Regions from separate parts of the Ostrinia nubilalis genome. Here region 1 is linked to region 2. The links are chromatin contacts, called in public Hi-C maps. All regions are on one chromosome and are shown on one strand. The core of a region is the stretch at or near the end of the contact, and the rest is flanking DNA. Distances in the headings are between cores, read along the strand shown. Region 1 holds the start of LOC135084211 (putative nuclease HARBI1). Region 2 holds the start of LOC135084069.

What was found. Hi-C and Micro-C count contacts between places; a contact is called where the count stands out from the background.
Region 1: a contact with region 2 is called in a Hi-C map of whole larva, with 6 times the contacts expected there. The contact joins the promoter of LOC135084211 here to the promoter of LOC135084069 in region 2. A contact is called at or near these places in 2 of 5 Hi-C or Micro-C datasets (whole body and whole larva).

The regions. Positions count from the first base shown.
Region 1 is chr25:3,143,268-3,147,982 of ilOstNubi1.1, forward strand. LOC135084211 (putative nuclease HARBI1) reads left to right here and starts at 2,858. Exons shown (of 5, transcript XM_063978945.1): 1 at 2,858-3,375; 2 at 3,446-3,727; 3 at 3,882-4,269; 4 at 4,350-4,483; 5 at 4,573-4,643. The coding sequence starts at 3,121. The coding sequence ends at 4,480.
Region 2 is chr25:2,900,155-2,904,419 of ilOstNubi1.1, forward strand. It overlaps LOC135084069, which reads right to left and starts at 1,612. Exons shown (of 2, transcript XM_063978809.1): 1 at 1,418-1,612; 2 at 36-1,169. The coding sequence starts at 1,145. The coding sequence ends at 36.

The sequences.
Region 1 (4,715 bases), core at 1,608-4,107, 240 kb after region 2:
AGTAGTCCAACATTAACAGACTTTATACGCCATAAGATCCTGATATGGCTCAATCAGACCTATTGATTGACGATTTCCGAAGCGCGGATTCATATTTCTTTTCAGACAATCAAGATAAGTAAAAAGTTTATTTTGCTGCTTTGATAGTAGAATCTGATACATTTATTCAAATCACTAGAAAATACCATCCAGTGGTAAGTTTATAGTCAAACATAAGACCATCGACAACTCAACTCTATTTTTGTAAAGAAAAAGTGTACAAAGTCTTATAAGAAAACATTTTTCGACAAAAGACTAAAATTTTTAACAAAAATCTCGCTATGAATAACATAGGATAGCATAACTTAAATCTAGGTACCTATTAAGCAGAAAAAAGTATTAACTTGTAATTTAAAAACCCCGTTTGCCGTAAAAAACGAACCTTACCGAACCTATCACGTTACAAAGAGAATTCTAACTTCTTCGATTTCACGTAAAGTCCGTGGAAATTTTGCTAAGGGCCTAAGATAGATGAAGTTACCAAGAAATTATTGGAAAAGAACATTATATAAGTTATAAACTACGTAGACTTTCGGTAATAGCTACGAACAAAATATACAATGCTTTCAGAATAAACAACAACACGGCATGGATAATTCCTTTTAAGTAGTGACATCTATTGACGAAAAACTGAATCTCAATCAGAATTGTTTTAGTTTATTATATTTTTTTATTTCCTCGTATTATTATATAACTATTAAAATCATTATTTTTAATCTAAACAAATATTTTTATTTTGCATATACAACCATTTTGCAAACAAGAAATGAAATGTAGCACTGCTATCTAGTGGGGAGTAGTTTAACTAAATAGTACGATACTACACAGCTAGATGGCGCTGTAGACAGACGTTTATTACTTTAGCAATAAAATTCTCACGTTTTTTTTTTAATAACTCATAATTAATTTTCACTTTAAGTTGAGACAGTATGATTTGAGACAAACATAAACATTTTATTAATCAAGTAAATCGATAAACTCGTTTAAATCACACAAATCCCTTGTAAGAAGGTGCGTCGTTTAATTAACTATGATGCTTAAAATACCTATTACACTCGTTAAAAATAATTAGGTACGATAAAGTATATTTTTCTACAGAGCTTATTAAAAAAATACAATTTCACCCTGTATTTTAAAAACACTACTTTATTACACAAAATCAATCGTCTTCATAAAACTCCTAAAGGACACTTTCTACGTACTTATATTTTTTCAATAATAAAAAATTCAATATCTCCCATTGAACAGTATAACTCGATTGTCATCAAAATCACAATTAAAATGCTATGTGTACTTACTAAAAAAACAGACACCGAGAGTCGAACCTAATCCCTCGTGACAGGCTCGCGTCGGTATCGCGTTTTTTATAAAAGCTCGCAATATTGAATTGAGCTTTTAATTTCCCGCTAGTCGCATTTTCAGTAGCAGGGTTCCATCGGAAAATGTTTTGTTTTATTTATTTTGATTTTAGGTGTTATTTGTCTCGTTAAAATAATAATAACATAAGTACTTATACATTTATGAGTAAATAATAAATTGTAATAAGGTTATGAAGACAGATTTTACTATTTTTTTTATTTTAATCTAAAAAAAACTTGTCAGTTTTCTGACATGCATTACACTCGTAAAAGTAAGCCGATAGATTTTACTGTTTAATATCTATACTTATTACATAAACAATATTATGAATGCGAAAGTAACTCTGTCTATCTTGCTTTCACACCTAAACCACTGAACCTATCTTGATGAAATTTAGCATAGAGTAGTCCCGGGAAAGGACATAGGATAGTATTTATCCCGGTTTTTGAAACACAACGCGCGCGATAAAGTTTTTCTGTGACAGACAAAATTCCACGTCAATAAGTTATAATTAAACCCCCCCGTAGTTTTTAGGAGTAAAAAACTAACTTCTTTAAAACTGTTCTTAACAATGTCTAATTTTTTAAAGTAAGATAAACATCAGTCTTCTCAATAGGTGAACAAAAAGTAATAAAAGTTTTTCCATCCCCCAAGCTCATGTCCATTAAGTCAATGAAACAACGCAACAAGTAAGAAAATAGTAAAAAACGACGGAACCCGACTCCCTCGCCGCGTTTTTTCGACCTTTTGCGATTACGCACGCACGGCAGATCCTCATTGACGGATTTTTTTACTTTCTGTGCGGGCCCTTTTTTTCAATTTATCTTTTTTTTCCACATTGGAGCGGATTTTTCGCTTATTTGCTCGCTTCATTGGCTTGTAAGTGAGATGGGTTGGAGGGTGAATGTTTTTTCCTCTTTTGTTTTTGTAAATGAGAGCCTGTTATTGGATTTAGGTCAGACTTTTGAAATGCTCTTGTTGTGACGACAGCGCTACGTTGAGCGGCGGACTTTTCCGGAACTAGTGGCGGCGATCACAGCGCTACGATGTGAACGCGGATTGAAGATGAACTAAGGTTTGTTGTAGCGCCATCTGTTGCCGAGTAGATCTACAAAGCGTATTAAATTTTATTCCATAGAATATTCATTTTAAAAAAAAATTGCCACGTCATTAATAATTAATTAAAATTGTATCATGCAATTTAAAGTATGATCAGTGAATACTAAAAGACATAATCGGCAATGTTTGCCTAAGATGCAAGTTTTTCATTTATTTGTAGACTCAATTATTTATAAAATTTAACTATATTATAATTTGTACTTTTTAAATGGTTACCTACCTATTCTAAAAAAAAGCAATTTGATTGTGTCGAAGAAAAAATAATATTAATTATTACACTATACAAAAATCTTCTTGGAAATGAACTCAAAAATTGATATTCTTTGGTTTTTTCACTTACGGTCTTATTCATAATCATTTTTCACATTTTATCAAATGCTTATTAGAGGTTTATAAAACGTTTGATAAAAATTGTTATTCATAATCGTCATTTAGCGCTAAAATCCTCTTATAACTGTGTGATAAGTTATCGAGAGCTCGGGCCTTGTTTAAAGCTCTAATAAACCTATTTTAACCTAACTTTTATAAATGTCATTTCATATGAATGTCACTTCGTTGGTTTATTTATTCAAAATATCCTTGCTGTGATCCTTGCTTGTGAAAATGAATGCTATAAATGCAATTGTGCATTTAGCCAATAATGCCGACCCAGCGCGACGTAGAAAGCTCTACCGCCAACGAAGCAACCCATTCGATTTGCGGGACCTAAATTTTAAAATAAAATATAGGTTCAATAAGGACACAGTGCGCACCATCATAGATTTGGTGGAAGATGATCTGGTTCAGAGCGCTAGAGGTGGTGGCACGTGTCCTGAACTGCAAGTTTTAGTGGCCATAAGATGTTGGGGACGTCGTGAGGTAAGCACAAAAAAGTGTTTTATTTTATCCCTTTGTCGTGGCTGCTATAATTATTTTCATACATTTTCAGGTACAAGATGATGCTGGTGACCTCCATGGCCTAAGTCAGCCGACAGTGAGCCGGATATGCGCCAGAGTCGCGCATGCAATCGCGAATAAGGCAAATTCCTTCATCAAAATGCCTATCACTATAGGAGAGCAGGAAAGAATTAGTGCCAAATTTAGAGCAATTAAAAATTTTCCTGGGGTGATAGGAGCCATAGATTGCACCCACATTAAAATTAAAAAAACCGGAGGTGACATGGCCCAGTACTATATTAATAGAAAAGGCTATTATTCCCTGAATGTTCAGGTAAAATATATTTTGATTTTATACAGTTTACAACAGAGAAAGATTTGTTTTAATAATGTCTATAATTTTTACTTTGTATGATCTAAATTTTAGCAACATTCAACACTATATTATTGGATGGATTACCTACAGGATACTGTTTTTTTTATTTTAGGTTGTCTGTGATGCTGACCTCAAAATAATGGATATAGTGGCTAGATGGCGAGGCAGTACACATGACAGTCGAATTTTTATGGAGAGCAATATAAAACAACGATTTGAGGATAGGCAGTTTAGAGGACGCCTTATTGGCGATTCGGGCTACCCTCTTCTGCCATATCTATTTACACCTATTTTAAGGCCTAGTCGTCCAGAAGAAGAAGCATACAATAATGCTCACATCTCAACTAGGAACACTGTTGAAAGGTGTTTTGGGGTGTGGAAGCAGCGGTTCCAATGCCTACTCCATGGCTTACCAGTAAGCCTCCAAAATGGAAAAGCTGTGATCATAGCATTGGCTGTATTACATAATATAGCCATTGATATGAATGACACATTGTTAGGTAAATGTTATCAATTTGACTGTACATAAGGAATACAAATCTTTATGACAAAATGTTGACAAATTCATAATATTTTTCAGAACAACATATGGAGCAGGTCCCTGTAACTCCGCAACTTTCGACGGAGAACAGTGTTCACGACAACCGACCTTCATTGTTGAGGCGTAGGTCGCAGTTGATACTACAAAATTTTATAAATCAACATTTTTGAATGGTACTAAAATACATTTTGATAAATTCCAACGATTTACTTTTATGTAATGTCATTTGAGTTCATGAAAATGTTGTATTTTAATTTTTCAGATACTGTTCCTGGCATCTTAATGAAAATAAAAAGAATATTTGATTGAAAAATACCTGTATTTCAATTTTCAGTCCAATTTGTTACTATCACAAAAACAAAACCTGTAGTTCTCTTTAAAAAAGCAATTATTCTGCAAAAATTC
Region 2 (4,265 bases), core at 362-2,861:
TCAAATAATTTGTTATAATTGCAGGTCTCAATTAGTCATATTGACGATGAACCAAACACCCGCTCAAGATCTCCTAGCGACCGGAGTTGAAACACTTGCGCACCGTCGCTCTTGCGAGCGAATATGCGCCCACGCCTTGTCCAAGAGTACCTCCACTGCAACCTGCGGCATTCCTCGCGCACCCGGTGGAATAGCTGACGGTTGGAGCGCGTCAGGCGCTCGTTGATGAACACACGCGCGCCGCCCTCGCCGGCCAGCCCGCGGCGCACGCGAGCGGCGCGCAGCAGCTCGTCGCGCAGGTGGCGGCGCGTCAGCCGCACCACCACGCGGCGCGCGCGCCCGCCCGCCTCGGCCGGCGGCGCGCCCACGCGCTCCGCGAACACCACGTCCCGCTCGTCCAGCGCCACGCCCAGGCGCCCGGCGAGCACGGCGACGCTGTGGAGGACGTTCTCCCCCTTCTCCTCCGGGAGGTGGCCGATCTCCAAGTCGGCGACGAGCGCCTCCTGGTCCCGCTCGTTGAGTTCCAGCTTGAGCTCCGATATCGTCCGCTCCATCTGCGTGAGTGTCTCCGACCCGGGCGCCGAGCTGATCGACGCCTGACGGGACTCCACGGCCTCGAGTCTTCGCTCGATGTCACCCAGGCGTTCGTCGTGAGCGTCGACTCTGTGCTCGCACAGTGAGACTCTGCCGATCAGTGTGTCGATCTGGGCCCGAACGGATCTGAACTCGTCGCGCATCTCCTCGCGAAGTTGCCTGATCTCCAAGAAGAGCGCCTGCACATCCGTCACTTCCATAGTAATATTCAGTGCAGTAGCGTTCGGATTCTCCTGACTGGCCTGCTCTAGCATTGAGGCGTCGAGACAAGTGGGGCTCATGGTGGCGGCCCCCCTCCGCACCATAACGCCGTCCGCAGCAGCGCGGACGGGCGTCTCAGTGTTGTCCCTCTTGGGCTGCCTACTGACGCATGTGACGCACCTCCACGCATTCCTGCGCTCACCAACCAGCGTGCCGTGGAAGCGCCTTTCGGTAACCCCGGCGCACTTCAGGTCGAAGAACTCCTTGCAGAGGTGGCACGCTAGCCATCTTCGACTATCTTCAATCGGCTCGAAACAGCCACCACAGATTTTTCTATTTTCAAGCGACATTGTCTTAGTGAAGAAAAAAGCAGACTAAAACAAAAAATAAACAAAAAAAAAAAAAAGGCAAAAAAAAAGTTCCAAGTGAGACTCGAACCGTGGTATGCTGGGTTAGACCGGCCGTGTTAGCCGTTGCGTCAAAGTCTCTTGTGAGTCACCAACGAACTAAACAGTCGTACTTGACACTACTGTGGACGCAAGTGGTATTTGTGTCGGGTATACACAATCAAAATTGTTTCACATACACCAACACAGATTGTCACTTCAAGTCGATAACTCACTTTTTGGAGAATTTATTTGCTAATAACACTCACTGCAGCCTTATTGTTTACGAATCGAATTCACTGATTAGAGGTCCATGTCCTTACAATTAAAATGGTGTATAGTAACTTTGATTTAGATTATTATTTTCACTCCTAATTATCAAAATTGCGCGGAGCGTCTTTATACAGTCTAGCTAGGTAAAGCGCCACCTAGCGTCTTCAAAGTAAAGGTATTTTCACTTCGAAATGGATACAACATCTACCGTAGGGATACAAATATTCCCATAAAACACCAATAATAATAGATCTGATTATCTATGACATTAAGTACGAATAAGTACACGGTTTTTTTTTGTATTTATGTGTTTTTTTTATTTCGTTGTTTACTACTTCCGTAACATATATCAAGGACATAATGCTGTGCCTAATATACGTCACACAAAGACAAATTTATAAAAATGTGTTATCTGAAAATGGTTACATTTTATAAATTAGTCCCGTTGAATTACATTACATTAATTATGCTAACTTACAATAATATACGTTAATAACTACTGTGTGGTATAATTGAAAACCTGGCTATCCTGTCTACTCTTAAATTACGTGTAATAATTGTGTATATTTAACTATATATTGTAAAACAAGCTGAAATACAAACAACGTAAACGACAAAGCTTCAAAACAAAAGCTTTAACAGACAATGAGGATGTTTAATGTAAATCAACAGCAAGTCATTTTAACAAACTCAACAAAAAACGCTGTGAATCGTGTACTATTTTATTAATCACGTTTTGCAACTTTGCAATTTTTGTACACATAAATTGGAAAATTGCAAAACGTGTGTACATAACACACACAATTCACAGCGTTTCCTTAACATACAAATAAAAAATGTAATGTAATTGCTGGATGTTGTTGCAATTAGTAATAGGTATTTTACATAAATACCTTCATTCGTTTACTCGTGAATTGCGGTTTAACTGTTACCGAGCGAGCAACAATAAAAATTATCTTGAGAATATTTAACCAATTTTTCTATCAACACAAAATCATCAACAAAATTATTTAACTTTAATTATTATAATAGCCAATTAAACTACAACATTAATTGTAAGCGTCATATCCATTTCACAGTAAAAATAAAACTAACAGCGCATTTCTATGGAAAATGTGGTATGTGGAGATGGTAAAAATCACACACTTGTGTATCGACTTAACTGAATCCAGTTCTATTGATACTAAGACGCAAATCTGAAGAAAAATGCTTAAATGGAAATAGCGGGGCAGTTTTCTTCATATTCGCCATGGCGCGGTGAGCTATGTCATCGCATTACTGTTAATTAGGCATTAGTATTAAATGTACACAGCTTAACTACGGAATTTTTGTCGTAAAATAAAATGTAGAAAAAATTTTCTTTTTTCATATTTTTATCAACATTAAAAAATTTATCCATCGAAAACTTAAAAGTAACCTCTGTCAACTCACAGACACGATCTGATTTATAACTATTCCTTTTTCGATGATCACAGAAATTACGATTGCACTTACTTTTTCGTGTGGCATGCCAATACACTAACACCTATTCAGAGTATTTTTCGTATATTCAAAAATCTTAAATTTAAATTCCGATCTCGAAAATACAACGTCAATATTATATTTTTTTTACAAATATTTTTTTTTACATTATACACATGCCGCACAAAAATGTAAGCCTAAATACCGCTTGAACACTTTCTTGGAAACGTAACTTTTGATCTAAAAATCTAATGTTAGGATTCACGATCCGTGCTTTTTAGTTTGTACAACTCGCCACTGCGAATTAAGTTCCCTAACACGATGGTTCTTTAATTACAACTTTAAAAATACCAAACGTCCATAAATTTTTCCTTCTACTAAGACCTAAATTTAAAACAATACCATTTATACAATATTCATAGGAACTTCTTTTGTTGTTATATTAAATTTATTTATATATTAATTTATGAGGACATTTTTTACATAAATAGCGATCCGTTCACTTTTGATTTTTTTATTGCATTGTCGAAACCGTAATTTTTTCAGTCGAAAATGTAGTTTTAGTCTAATTAGAGATTCACGTTTCCTAGAAAACATAATCTTTATCAAGTAACCTTCGCGTCTTGATGGTACTGGCCGTTTCATTCCAAATAATAAGTTAACACTTGCCGAAAAGTTTTGTATTTCATAAAAAAAAAAGACATACACCAACTAAAAGTTCAATAATAACTCCCATCCTTAACCAAATGTCACGACGAAATTATAATGAATTTTTGGGCTATTGCATTGTGATTTTTTTCTTTATTTACATTGATAAACCGCGACAGCGTGCGCACCTGAGACGTGTCACGACACTGATCCACGATAATACCAATATTAATTCAAGAATGAAATAATTACGTACATTAAAATCAGCTTACTATACCCTACCTATGTTACGATTATACGTATAATATTACAATTTCTGTGGACAATATTGATTACGAACACAATTTTGTCCACATCAATCGACACTTATTATAATACATGATGATAATATTAAAAGAATTCATATTCGGCAACACTTGACATTCTTATTGCAAATTGCAAAATGGTACACAGCTTTTGCAAAATCTGTGCCACATTTTGTAATTTCGTTTTGTTCATCTTGAACTATAAATCTATTGCAATGGCAACTGCTATGCATCCTAGATGCTTTGTTACTGTTCTGGTGGTTAAACGGAAGCGATCTGCTTCTCTTTTAACCATTTAAAATGATTCACTGGGCTATTGTGGTTCATTTAAAAGCGTGTAAGTACATATAAAATAAATAAAAATGTAAAATATTTGGGCTATTTCTCAACATTCGTT